Linked DNA regions of Hordeum vulgare: region 2 is linked to region 1. A link is a contact called in public Hi-C data. All regions are on one chromosome and are shown on one strand. The core of a region is the stretch at or near the end of the contact, and the rest is flanking DNA. Distances in the headings are between cores, read along the strand shown. Region 1 holds the start of LOC123442786. Region 2 holds the start of LOC123442789 (protein BREAST CANCER SUSCEPTIBILITY 2 homolog A-like).

Region 1 (5,487 bases), core at 1,423-3,922:
TGTTATACAGAAGTGCAATGGCTAAATTGAATAGCAAACAAAGAGATAAGGTTCGTCCCGACCTTCATTTCTCCCGTGTGATTCAATTGGAAATAATTCCACATCAATGTTTGCCGTGGTGATTAGCTAGCCGGGCCGCCGGCCGGCATTACAAACGATACCTGCAGAGTTGCGCTGACATATCCAGTAGGACGGGCCATGCTACAGCGCGTGCTACGGCTGATCGCCGCATGTGTCCCCAGCCTGAGGGAGGGTTGCACGCCGTGGATGTGCTCCGCCTGAGGGTGGGCTGCTCGCCGTGGTCGTGCTCCGCCTGAGGGAGGACTCCGCGCTGCGTCGCGCCGCGGCACGCCGTGGTCGTGCTCCGCCTGAGGGAGGGCTCCACGCTGCGCCGTGCCGTGGTCGTGCCTGGAGGTATCTATGGACGCTGGCCGCCTCCGCGAAGGCCGAGGGCCATGGGTTGCGCTCATGATGTGCAATTAAGGTCCAAGAGTTTTGATATGTGTACTTCATGTGTGAAGTACGGAATCTGATTTGATGCTACTAGTTCGTGACTTGGCTCCCCTTATTTCTTATTCGATTTATGCTTCCTGGTTCATGTTCTTCTCGGTTGTTCTCTGTACTTGGTGAGGAAATACGCATTCCCTCCTCCTATACTTCTTGTTTGCCATTCCCAAAATACAAGTAGTTATTAGATCTTGGATTGATTGCAAGAAAACAAAGAAAAATTGAACAATCTCCTGATCCATTTTTCCTCTTTTACGGATGTATGCATGTCGATGGATTCTTTTTGTGGATGGAATCAAGACTGGTCGAATCTGCAGCGACGACAATAATTCTCTTCTCTCGTGTGGCCTTTTCTCAGCGGAGAACAAAAGTGCATGATAACGTGTTTGAAGTAGAAAGTAAAAAACGAAAGAGATGAATGAAAGATGATTCATTATTCTTTATTGATGATAAAAGTGAGGTATTTATACCCGAGCGGAAGTACACTTGTTGCTTGGCAGTTAAGTAACCAATAGTTACTTGAAAGCCAAGGAATTACATAGTTGCCTTGAGAGCCAAGGAAGTACATGAGAACCAAGTAACTTATCTACCACTTAACTTAATCCTAATTAGCTTAATTAATAAGCAACTATTATATTCTTAACACGAACGACGGAGATGCAGTGGATAAGGACCCTCTCAAGTAGCGCGAGGTATGAATGACTCCTCAATACCCATATTCTGGGTGTTTTGGTGACTGACACGGTCCTTGAGGTCACACACGAGGAGACTCTGGCAGAAGGCGCACGTGTGGCTCAACTTGAGCATAACTTGGTTGTTTGCGAGCAGGCACTGGCAGATAACATTCGACATCGACGCCTTGACCCTTCAGTTGTCCGACACAGGGTGATGGGATTGTCGTGGATGGCATCCCGCAAGTGTCTACCTTTCTGAAGGTGACGATCGCTTAAAACAAGCTCATTTCTCAGTCTCGTGGTCGATTGACGTCGCGTAGTCGGGGCCCAGAAGGAACCAGAGTCAGATCCCTACATTGCTTCGGCGCATCCTTGCCACTCCACAGTACGAAGAGCAACCACTCAGATGGATGGAAGGAGAGCTCGGTCCCCCCTCCGACAAGAGGACCGTCCGCGACTGTGTGCACTATCAGAAAACACATATGTGATGGTACGACTTTGTTATAATAGGTCACATTTTGTGTCACGCATGTATATCCATGACGATTTTATGAGAGAATCAAGATAGTCATACATGTGTTGTTATGGAAGTGTTTTCATGACAATAATGCATTTAGTATCATAGAAGTGTTCACTTCTGTGGTGATAAATGGCGTGTCATGAAAGTTTTTTCGTTAAGTTGTGGTCGTCGTTAAGCTATCGGGTGCCAATTTTGGATGTCATACCCATTAAGAGCTCCAATCAATGATGATTTTTTTTCAAAAATCTTGATTTAATAATTTTTCAAGTACAAGATTAACATTTTTTTGAATACATGATCAAATTTTGTTTTATACACATTTATGTTTTTTTAATTTGATTAACATTTTTAAGTACAAGCTTAACATTTTAAAATACATGGTCAACATTTTTCTATAAGAAATTAATATTTTTAATACAAGATTACCATTTTTTGAATACATGGTCAAAACAATTTATACACATTTAACGTTTTCAAATGCTTGATTAAATTTTTATAAACACTTGTGTAACATATTTTCTCAAATGGTGGATTAAAAATTTATTAAATGCTTTATCAATTTTTTCCACACGCATTATACTCCCTCCGTTTCAAAATTCTTGTCGTACATTTGTTTAGATGTGAATGTACCTAGTCACGTTTTAGTATTTAAATACATCCATTTTTAGACAGACCTAAGACAAGAATTTTTGGACCGAGGGAGTAGTTTTTTTTATACATGAAAAAAAAATCTATATACATGTTTAACATTTTTCAAATGCTTGGATAACAGTTTTTGGAAGCGTTTTTACGAAAGTGTTTTTAATAAATTTATTTAGAACTTGGAAGTATAAACTAAAGTAAATAAAAAGAAAGAAAAAATGGAAAGAAAATAACATGGAAGACAAAAAAAAACGATGTTGTGGCTCCCCCGTGCCTGGGCCGGTCCTTATTGCGCTCGGCTTCATGTGAGAGTGAGTACAGTAGTTCTAAAAAGATGTTCTATATATTATTATTTTTGTCGCGTGAAGCGAGACGCGGCACCGGCGCGGGACGAGGGGAGAAGCGGCGGCGCAGGTGAGCCCCGGCCTCGCCCCTCCTCCCCCTCCCTTCCTGTCTCCGGCCGGCAACGGCGGTAGCGCCCCCAATCGCCAGTGCGGCCCGCATCGATCCCCTCTGTCCCCGCTCGACATCTCCATCTCCATCTCCATCTCCGGCCATCGGCGTGTCTCCTCCCTCTCCGCCTCTGCCCCATCCGGCCAGTCCTCATCCCTCCCCTGCCTATACCACACATCTTGGATGCGGGACCTCACCCCCACCCCGTCCATGTCCGATGCGGGTCGTGGAGCAGTAGCTGGTCGCCGCCCCCTCCCGTACCCCATGGCGGCGTCAGCTCGCCTCACTTTTAACCACTTCTTAAATCCCAATTCCTCCCGTGCTGGATTCTTAGATGCTGACTATTTCTCTGGAATTTGCAGGTTGTTTCAAGGTCGGCACATCCTGAAGGCCAATTGAAGGCTCGTGACTAACAAATACATATTTTTTGCTCTCCCAGGTTATTTATCTTGCCATGTGCTTGCTTCTGTTTACAAATTTGATGGCTTGCTAGTGGATATTGATTGATGTTTGTCCATGATTTGATATGGTGGAGGAAAAATCAGTGTAGCTGCAGCATGTGCTTTTGGCTTGGTTTATTTATTTGGTTTAGAAGCCTTGCTGGACCATGTCAAATATGGCTTGGTATATTAATTTGTGTTACTGAATATGCTGATTGAAGAAATATGGCTTGGCATATTAATTTGTGTTACTGAATATGCTGATTGAAGTTGAAGGTGTGTTCGTGCTTTGATATGGCGGAGGACAAATCATACTTGGATATGTAGGGATGGTTGTTGAACCATGTCATATATGACCTGGTTTATTTATTACGAATGCTTTCTGTAGCATATGTGACATGGCTTGGTTTATTATTTGTGTGATGGAATGACCTTGTGCTGTAGCAAACGGAATAGGATTTCAACAAAAGAATGGATTTCATTACAACCTCTTATTCTTTTCCCTACTATCATTGACTATTCGATCCACATCATTCGTTACGGTAGGCCTACCACCCCTGGACCAGCCCAAAGCTGAGTCACGGCCGCACCGCAACTCTCCAGCTTCCGCGCACCAGCTGTGCCGCCCTCGCCAGGTGGTGAGATCTCCTATCTCTCCTGCCGGTGGGTCAGTGGTTCCAGCGGACAACATGCTGGGCGTCTCCACCGGCCAGCTTTTGGTCATCCTTGGGGCCTGCTCCGTGATGATGAGTAAGACTTGGAGCCACATCACCTCTCTTTTCTTTTGCCTTTCATTTGATCTCATTGCCTGCCTGAGCTGCTCAATCGGATAGGTTATTTTGCCGATTGCTGCCATAAGAAGATGATTTGGGGAGCTCTCTTTTCACAATTTGTGAGAAACTGCAGCGCGGGTCCTTTTTTTTCCGTTTAGTCTGATTCATCTGTTCTTGGCAGAGCCCAGTGACATGATCAAGATGGCAAGAGTGGCAGGGAGGATGACCGGGAGAGCGGTCGGTCGCCTCATGATCTACCGCCGGCAGATGGATGACATCTTTGAGCAGACTGCAGCGAAGAAGGTACCTTGCTGATTCTTGCACATGTATGTATTTTTGGTGCCATTGTGTGAGTTGATTTTTGTGCGTACATTTTCTCATTAGTGCCACGTGAAACCATGTCTTACTCAACGCCAGATCTAGGAATTGAAGTTAGACGGGGCAAACATTTAAGCTTTAAAAAATTAGGTACAAATGCAAGTCTACTCAACCCAAATTCATGAAATTCAACTAGCAGAAACAGGAAAAAGCATTAACAATAGCCTTGAAGTATTCCATTTCCTTTTTCCAATTTTAAAAACTGTCTTTGAGTAAACATTATGTCAAAATAATATTACAAAAATACTCCTAGACCTGAAAAGAAACAACAGAAACAATAGCGGACATCTATCTATACTATACTATAACAAATCATAGAATTTATACCATACTTCTTTGAATGCCCGTCAATCGTTCCCAATATTTGTGCGAGGAAAATCATGTCCAATCAAACGAGCTGCATGCCTACATGCCTAATTGCTACTGACCTCACTTTGAAGTTGAAACACAACATCAAACAACGTAAATGCCTAGTTGCCTGCTGGCCTACATGGTAAACCGGCTAGACTCGAGATTAAATAGAAAAACCAATACTCAAAAGGGAAAAAAATGCAATCTGCTTGTTGCCACTGCCGTGTGTGCTTATGGTTCGTCGCTGTTACTGTTGCCGCCTCTCCTTATGGTTGTAGCAACAGACTGAACTGTGTAGGGGTGTGAAAGTGGAATAAAATGGCATATTTGGTAAATCTGTCTACTACCACCACTATCACCTCCTTCCCATGAGAATTAGGCAATCATTCTATAAAGTCCATGGTAATGTGTTGCCAGGCCATATCAGCAATGGGCAGAGGGTCTAAGACACCAGGTATAAGACAATGCTCACCTTTGGCTCTCTGGCAAACAGGACACTGTGCAATATAATTCTCCTCAAACTTCTTTAATCCAGGCCAAAAGAAAGTATTCTTAATTCTCTGATAAGTAGCCCTCATACCAGAATGTCCACCAATAGGAGAGGAATGTAGGGCTGTCAACAATTTTGTTTTCAGTTCAGTATTGTCAACCACAACAATCTTGCCCTTATATCTGATGATTCCATAGTAAAAGGAGTAGTCTGTAGGGGAGGCATTGTTGTGTAAGAGCAGCTGTTCCAAAATGGGCTT
Region 2 (5,487 bases), core at 1,374-3,873, 400 kb before region 1:
CACTTTGAAGAGTTGTGGCACAAACACTGCTATCTCCATGTCCTGGATCTCAAAGAGTACAAACAAAAAATGCTGATCTTCTGCATTAACAACAACAAGAAAGCCTTTACTCCCAAAGAAATTGGGGTAGGCTAGAGTTGAAACCCAAATAAATAACAAGGCCATGTGTCTATGTACCAGTTGGTTTAATTTTTTCTTCCTCCAATACTGCCCTTGCCTTCTGAGCTGAGCTCGAGCTCACAGCAACAGGCTTCCCTAATACTGTTTGGAACATTGGGAACTGGCAGCCAGTATCCCAATGTCCTACACAAAGAAGTATCACGTAGAAATAATCAGTGTAGCTGTTTGGATAAATTAAAGACAGATAGTCCAAGCTTTTTTTAAAAGACCCAGGTACTCCATCTTACCACTCTTTTCCGCATCTCCCTCATTCAGCACAGCTCTAGATCTCTCAATGGATCTTTCGCTGATCGTGACTTGTCTTCCTGAACCAGCTTGGAACATCATAGACTGGTTAGGCCTACCAAAACTCTCTGGATTTTCTAATAGGAGAGGAATACCATCAGTACACCAAAAAAAAGGCATGTGTTTCACAATAACCAGGCAAGATCATTAGCTCCGAATTCAAAGCAGAAAAAGCATAGCTCACCCTCGCTTGTATTATTATCCTTCAACACAGACTTAGCTTTCTGAATAGATGCTGAACTGACTGATACAACTCTTCCTGAACCAGTTTGGAACAGTGGAAATTGTTCCATGCTGTCAACACCTGCTGACAGAGTCAGTTATTTCAAAAATTTAAGGCATGCTTGGAATTTGTTCTTTAAGAAACTATCCAGAACTTTTATTATACTATCATCATAATGACCTTGTTCTGCAGCCGTTTGCCCCTCCAAAACAGCTCTTGCTTTACCAATAAAGGCCCGGTTCACAGGAACCGCCCTACCCATTCCAGTACGGAACGTTGGTTGTACGGCACAAGCAGCACTATCAACATCTATTGTGTAACAAAAGTGACAGCTTTCAAAAAAAAAATGCTAAGAAAAACTGGAAAATATACCAGAAGTTTTCACAAACAAAAAAAATATACAGCTACCAATAAATAAAATTATGTCTAAGTCACTGTATGTTACTTCTATGGAGTAGAAATGTTCAACAAGCTAAGCACATCTAAATACATCTTCAGTTGTAAGTATAATAAATAGTCCACCAGCTGCGGAAAATTTGGCTAGTTTGATAAATATTCTACTCCCTCCGATCCATATTAATTGTCGCTGATTTATTATTAATTATGATATAATTTCTAACAGTACAAAGGATCAACAGATCCTAAATTACTCCGAGCCATATAAATGTTGCCATGAACAAAGTGATAACAAAGCACTTTCAGCATTTACATAGAAAGTAAACATGTGTTAAACTTCCTACCTTCTAAAATAACTCTTGCCTTTTGGATTGAGTCTCTGCCTGGCAAGACTGCTTTTCCTGATCCAGTTTGGAACAATGGGGGCATGGCAGTGTTATGCACTCCACCTAAATTTCATAAGATGGAAAACTGATAGTGATGCATAACCTCGAGAAAATAAAGTTCGTACAGCTATCAAACCTAGGCACTTTCTGGCTATCATTGCAACATTCAATCTTGTCTCTGCAGAGAAAAAGGAAGCAAGTCTTACCTCTAAATGGGGCGTCCATTCCTCTCAATCCGCCCTCTACATCAGGTACATCCCCAAATGGTTGCTCTGAAACACAAAATCTGGTCAGCCCAGCAGAGAACATACAGAAACGGACAACGGAACAATTCGACCGAAGCAAACGAAAAGTTGGGCACATAAGCTCTTACTTCTCTTAATGCCAGCCTTCTCCACCTCCTCCCCGACCAAAGCCCTGGCCCTCCTTATAGCCCTCTCGCTGAGAGACACTGGTCTCCCCGACCCAGTGCAGAACAGCTCACCTTTTCCTGCATCCCCGGTTGCTCCGGCCATCCCATCACCTTCGAGCAGCTTGCTCCGCGCTGCAGATTCCATCAGCAGCAACAGGCCAGTCACCAGTTAAAAAAAAGCATTTGCGTCCAAACGCCGAGACGGGGTATACACACATGAGGGCACACCGTGCTCGCACTGACAGGACCAAGTATGACGAGGTGAAGGGAGGAGGCGGTACCCTGGACGAGGAGGTCGGCCATGGACTCTACGCGGCAGCCGTCAGCAGCGTCCTGGCCTAGGGTTTCGGATCGGAGAAACGACGACGCGGGAGGGGGGCCAGTCAAGTCAGTATCCAGCACAATTTCTAGGAAGGAACAGACGCCGAGATGAGAGGACGATGGGGCCGTACCTTTGGCCGGCGCGTCCTCGAATGAAGCGGCGGCTATCCCCGCGGCGCGCCCCGGCGCAGGAAGAGGCGGGGCCGCGGCGGGCGGCGGCGGCGCGTCGGGGTCGGGGGCGGGGATCCAGACTTGGCTGCCGTCGGGCCGGCCCCAGACCTGCCACCTTCTCGGCATCGCGGCGGGGGTCTCTCCCGGAATCTCGGCGGGAATCTCTCGCTCAATCGCCGGCGGCGCGACGGGTCCGAAAAGAGAGAGCGAGAGAGATTTGGGACGAAACTCTCTTGGAAAGGGTGATGGCCAAGCGGCGCGCAGCGTGCTCGCTCCCGCTTTTTTTTCGTCGCGCCCGAGGAAGATGGGCCGGCCCTACCGTACCGTGGGCTTGCGGGCACACAGGGATGTCCAGCCTGGTCGGGTCAGAGCCTAGCCCGGGGTGCTCCTACACGGCGCTGCACGAGCCCGTTCCCTCTCCCGGTGCCTGCAGCGTCGGATCCTGGTCCGGCCCAACAAAAAGGTGGACGCCCGATCCCATACACCAGTCGTTGAATTTCTAGAAAGTAAAAATTGTCATGGTAAATTGGTTGATCCATTGGTCAACCTTTGCCTTTTGAATTATTATTTAAAAATCATGAAAATAAAAAATGTTCGTGCATCTAAAAACAATATCTTGAATTTGAAAATTAGTCCACAAAAATATGAAAAGTTCATCAAATCTTTCGAAACAAAGTTCACCAATTCGAAAAAATGATCATTAATTTCGAAAAAAGTTCACAAAACAGAAACAAGTTTATCGAATTTGCAAAATAGTAATCAAATTTGATAAAGAATCATTGAACTTTTAAAAAAATAATCAAATTTGAAAAACAAGTCATAAAGTTTGAAAAACGTTCATAGGATTTGGAACAAAAGTTCACCTAATCTGAAAAGAAATAACATTTTTTTCAAAAGTTCACCAAATTCGAAAACCAAAATAAAAAATCATGTACTTTTTCAAAAAGTTCGTTCAACTGGAAAAAATCACAAATATTTAAAAAGTTCATCAATTTTGAAAAAGTTCATCCCTTTCAAAAACAAATCATAAAAATTCAAAAAAGTTCATCAAAATTTGAAAAAAGATCATCGATATTCAAAAAAGTTCATAAATTTTTTAAAAAGCTTCATTTATTTGGAAAAAAGATTGTTAATTTGAAAAAATTCATAAAAAAGGATACAAAAATAAGAAATAGAGAAAAATTGAAGAAAAATCAGTCCTGAAAAAACCTAAATGAAAAAACCCATCTAGGAAGCTTCCAAAAGCTTCACAAAATCGGAAAAACCTCCCTCCCGCTAGAACTTACATAGGTCGGCAAATGACCGAACACTGCAGGCGTCGGTTAAGAAAAATGCACTTTAACCGGCGCCTGCAACGCCAAATAGGATTTATCCCTAGCCCGCATGCTGCCGGAACCGCCTATTTTCGCAAGGTGTGTCTGTCGCGAAGCTCTCTCGCTAGTCCAAGACCTACAGCTTCAGAATATTAGCATAGCTTATGATTCAAAGCAATTGGTTGAAGACTGTAAGCACGGCAGTCATGGAAGAACAGGACCAATCATCACACAGATAAGGACTAGAACTTCTACCTTTTTGTGTAATTTTATTTTCGAAGGTCGTGCGGCCATTGTTGACGCATATAGTTAAGCTAGATTTTCCCTTTCGCTGGCTCTAGATCGTCATGTTTGGTCTGGCCAACCACATGACCCAAATTGTGTCCCACAAAGTGTGGTCTTTAATTAATAAAGTTTGGTTTATTCCTAAAAAACTAGAAATTGGTCGGTTTCGGTCTTTCATTTCGTAGAGAAAATTCAAAAAAATAACATTTTTGTTTCGAGTTTGAATGATAGAATAGAATGAAACTGTTCAACTCATCTATTTTTAATAGAAATTGTTTCTTCACCCAACACAATCGTTGTTGTCGTTGTTCCTTGTTGTCGAATCTGCGGAAGTGCCTGAGTGTTGTCCAGATCAAGGGTTGGAGTGAGCTGAATTGAGGTGGCTCAACGCACAAAAAGGTGGAAGGTGGTTGGGTCGTCGCAGTGGCGGTATCCTGCATGAGAGGAGTCGGCATAGGTAGCTGGGACTAGGGGTGGGAGGTGACGAACATGGTAACCACATCTGCACCATGGGGGTGGGGACGAGCTCCTTCAATGATGGTGTCAGTTGACGGAGTAAGAGAGAGAGGAAGAGATGAGGGGTGGATGGTGCCGGAGCTAATCCGATGACTATGGTTCTTTACTCTAACGAGGATCGAGAGGTGAGGGAGTGACTAGATGGCAGGGGCTTGACGAAATGAAAGGGGAATTGTCTGAGGAAGGGGGTGAAAGCCCCATGCAGAGGTCATTCCACATGACTCCTTCAATTTGAAGGAATGTGCAAGTGGCATATCAAGTGTGTATTCAGTTCGGGTCCAACCAAACACAACGACGAGGCTCGGCTGTGGAACGTACCCGTTCCATTTCAACCCATGACACAAACCAAACACACCTATATATCGTAGCAACAAGTGCTCTTTTCTATTTCTCGCATATAGCGAGTATAGCATTCGGCATGCCTCAATGCTCCAGCATAATAGGGGCGACCCATTAACTTATGTGCTCCTCAGTTTCCTTTTTTTTTGTTTCCTTTTCCTTTTCCGTTGGTTTTCTTTTTTTCTTTTTTTATTCCTTTCGTTCACGGTTTTATTTGTTCCATCATGCTTTTACTGGACTTTCTTCTATTTCTTTCGTGATTTTCATTGATTTTTTTTTGCATTGGTATCTTCGGTTTTGTTCACCATATGTTGAAAGTTTTCCAGTACAAATTCTATATTTTTCTGTATATCAGAAACATATATTTTTATGTCCATTTTTTCCATACACTTATGGATTTTTGGTATATATTCAACATAAAATTACATCTTTACATTATTTAAATACAGATTTAATATATGTGTAATACATGGTCAACACTTTTACATGGAAATTTAGCTTTTCTTTAAACGCTTGAGTAACATTTTAATACATGGTTAATTTTTTCTATACACATTTAACATTTTTCCAAATGCTTGATTAATATTTTTGAAGTACAATATTAATATTTGTTTGAATACATGGTCAACATTTTCTAGTACAGATTTACTATTTTTTAAA

The links. Hi-C and Micro-C count contacts between places; a contact is called where the count stands out from the background.
Region 2: a Hi-C map of seedling shows a contact between it and region 1, with 1.9 times the contacts expected there. The contact joins the promoter of LOC123442789 here to the promoter of LOC123442786 in region 1. A contact is called at or near these places in 2 of 6 Hi-C or Micro-C datasets (leaf and seedling).

Annotation. Positions count from the first base shown.
Region 1 is chr3H:30,883,425-30,888,911 of MorexV3_pseudomolecules_assembly, reverse strand. It overlaps LOC123442786, which reads left to right and starts at 2,672. Exons shown (of 10, transcript XM_045118919.1): 1 at 2,672-2,757; 2 at 3,159-3,235; 3 at 3,783-3,986; 4 at 4,191-4,312. The coding sequence starts at 3,926.
Region 2 is chr3H:31,284,274-31,289,760 of MorexV3_pseudomolecules_assembly, reverse strand. It overlaps LOC123442789 (protein BREAST CANCER SUSCEPTIBILITY 2 homolog A-like), which reads right to left and starts at 2,623. Exons shown (of 16, transcript XM_045118923.1): 1 at 2,335-2,623; 2 at 2,164-2,220; 3 at 1,844-2,014; 4 at 1,677-1,742; 5 at 1,429-1,533; 6 at 869-997; 7 at 650-772; 8 at 408-542; 9 at 178-303; 10 at 1-48. The coding sequence starts at 2,500.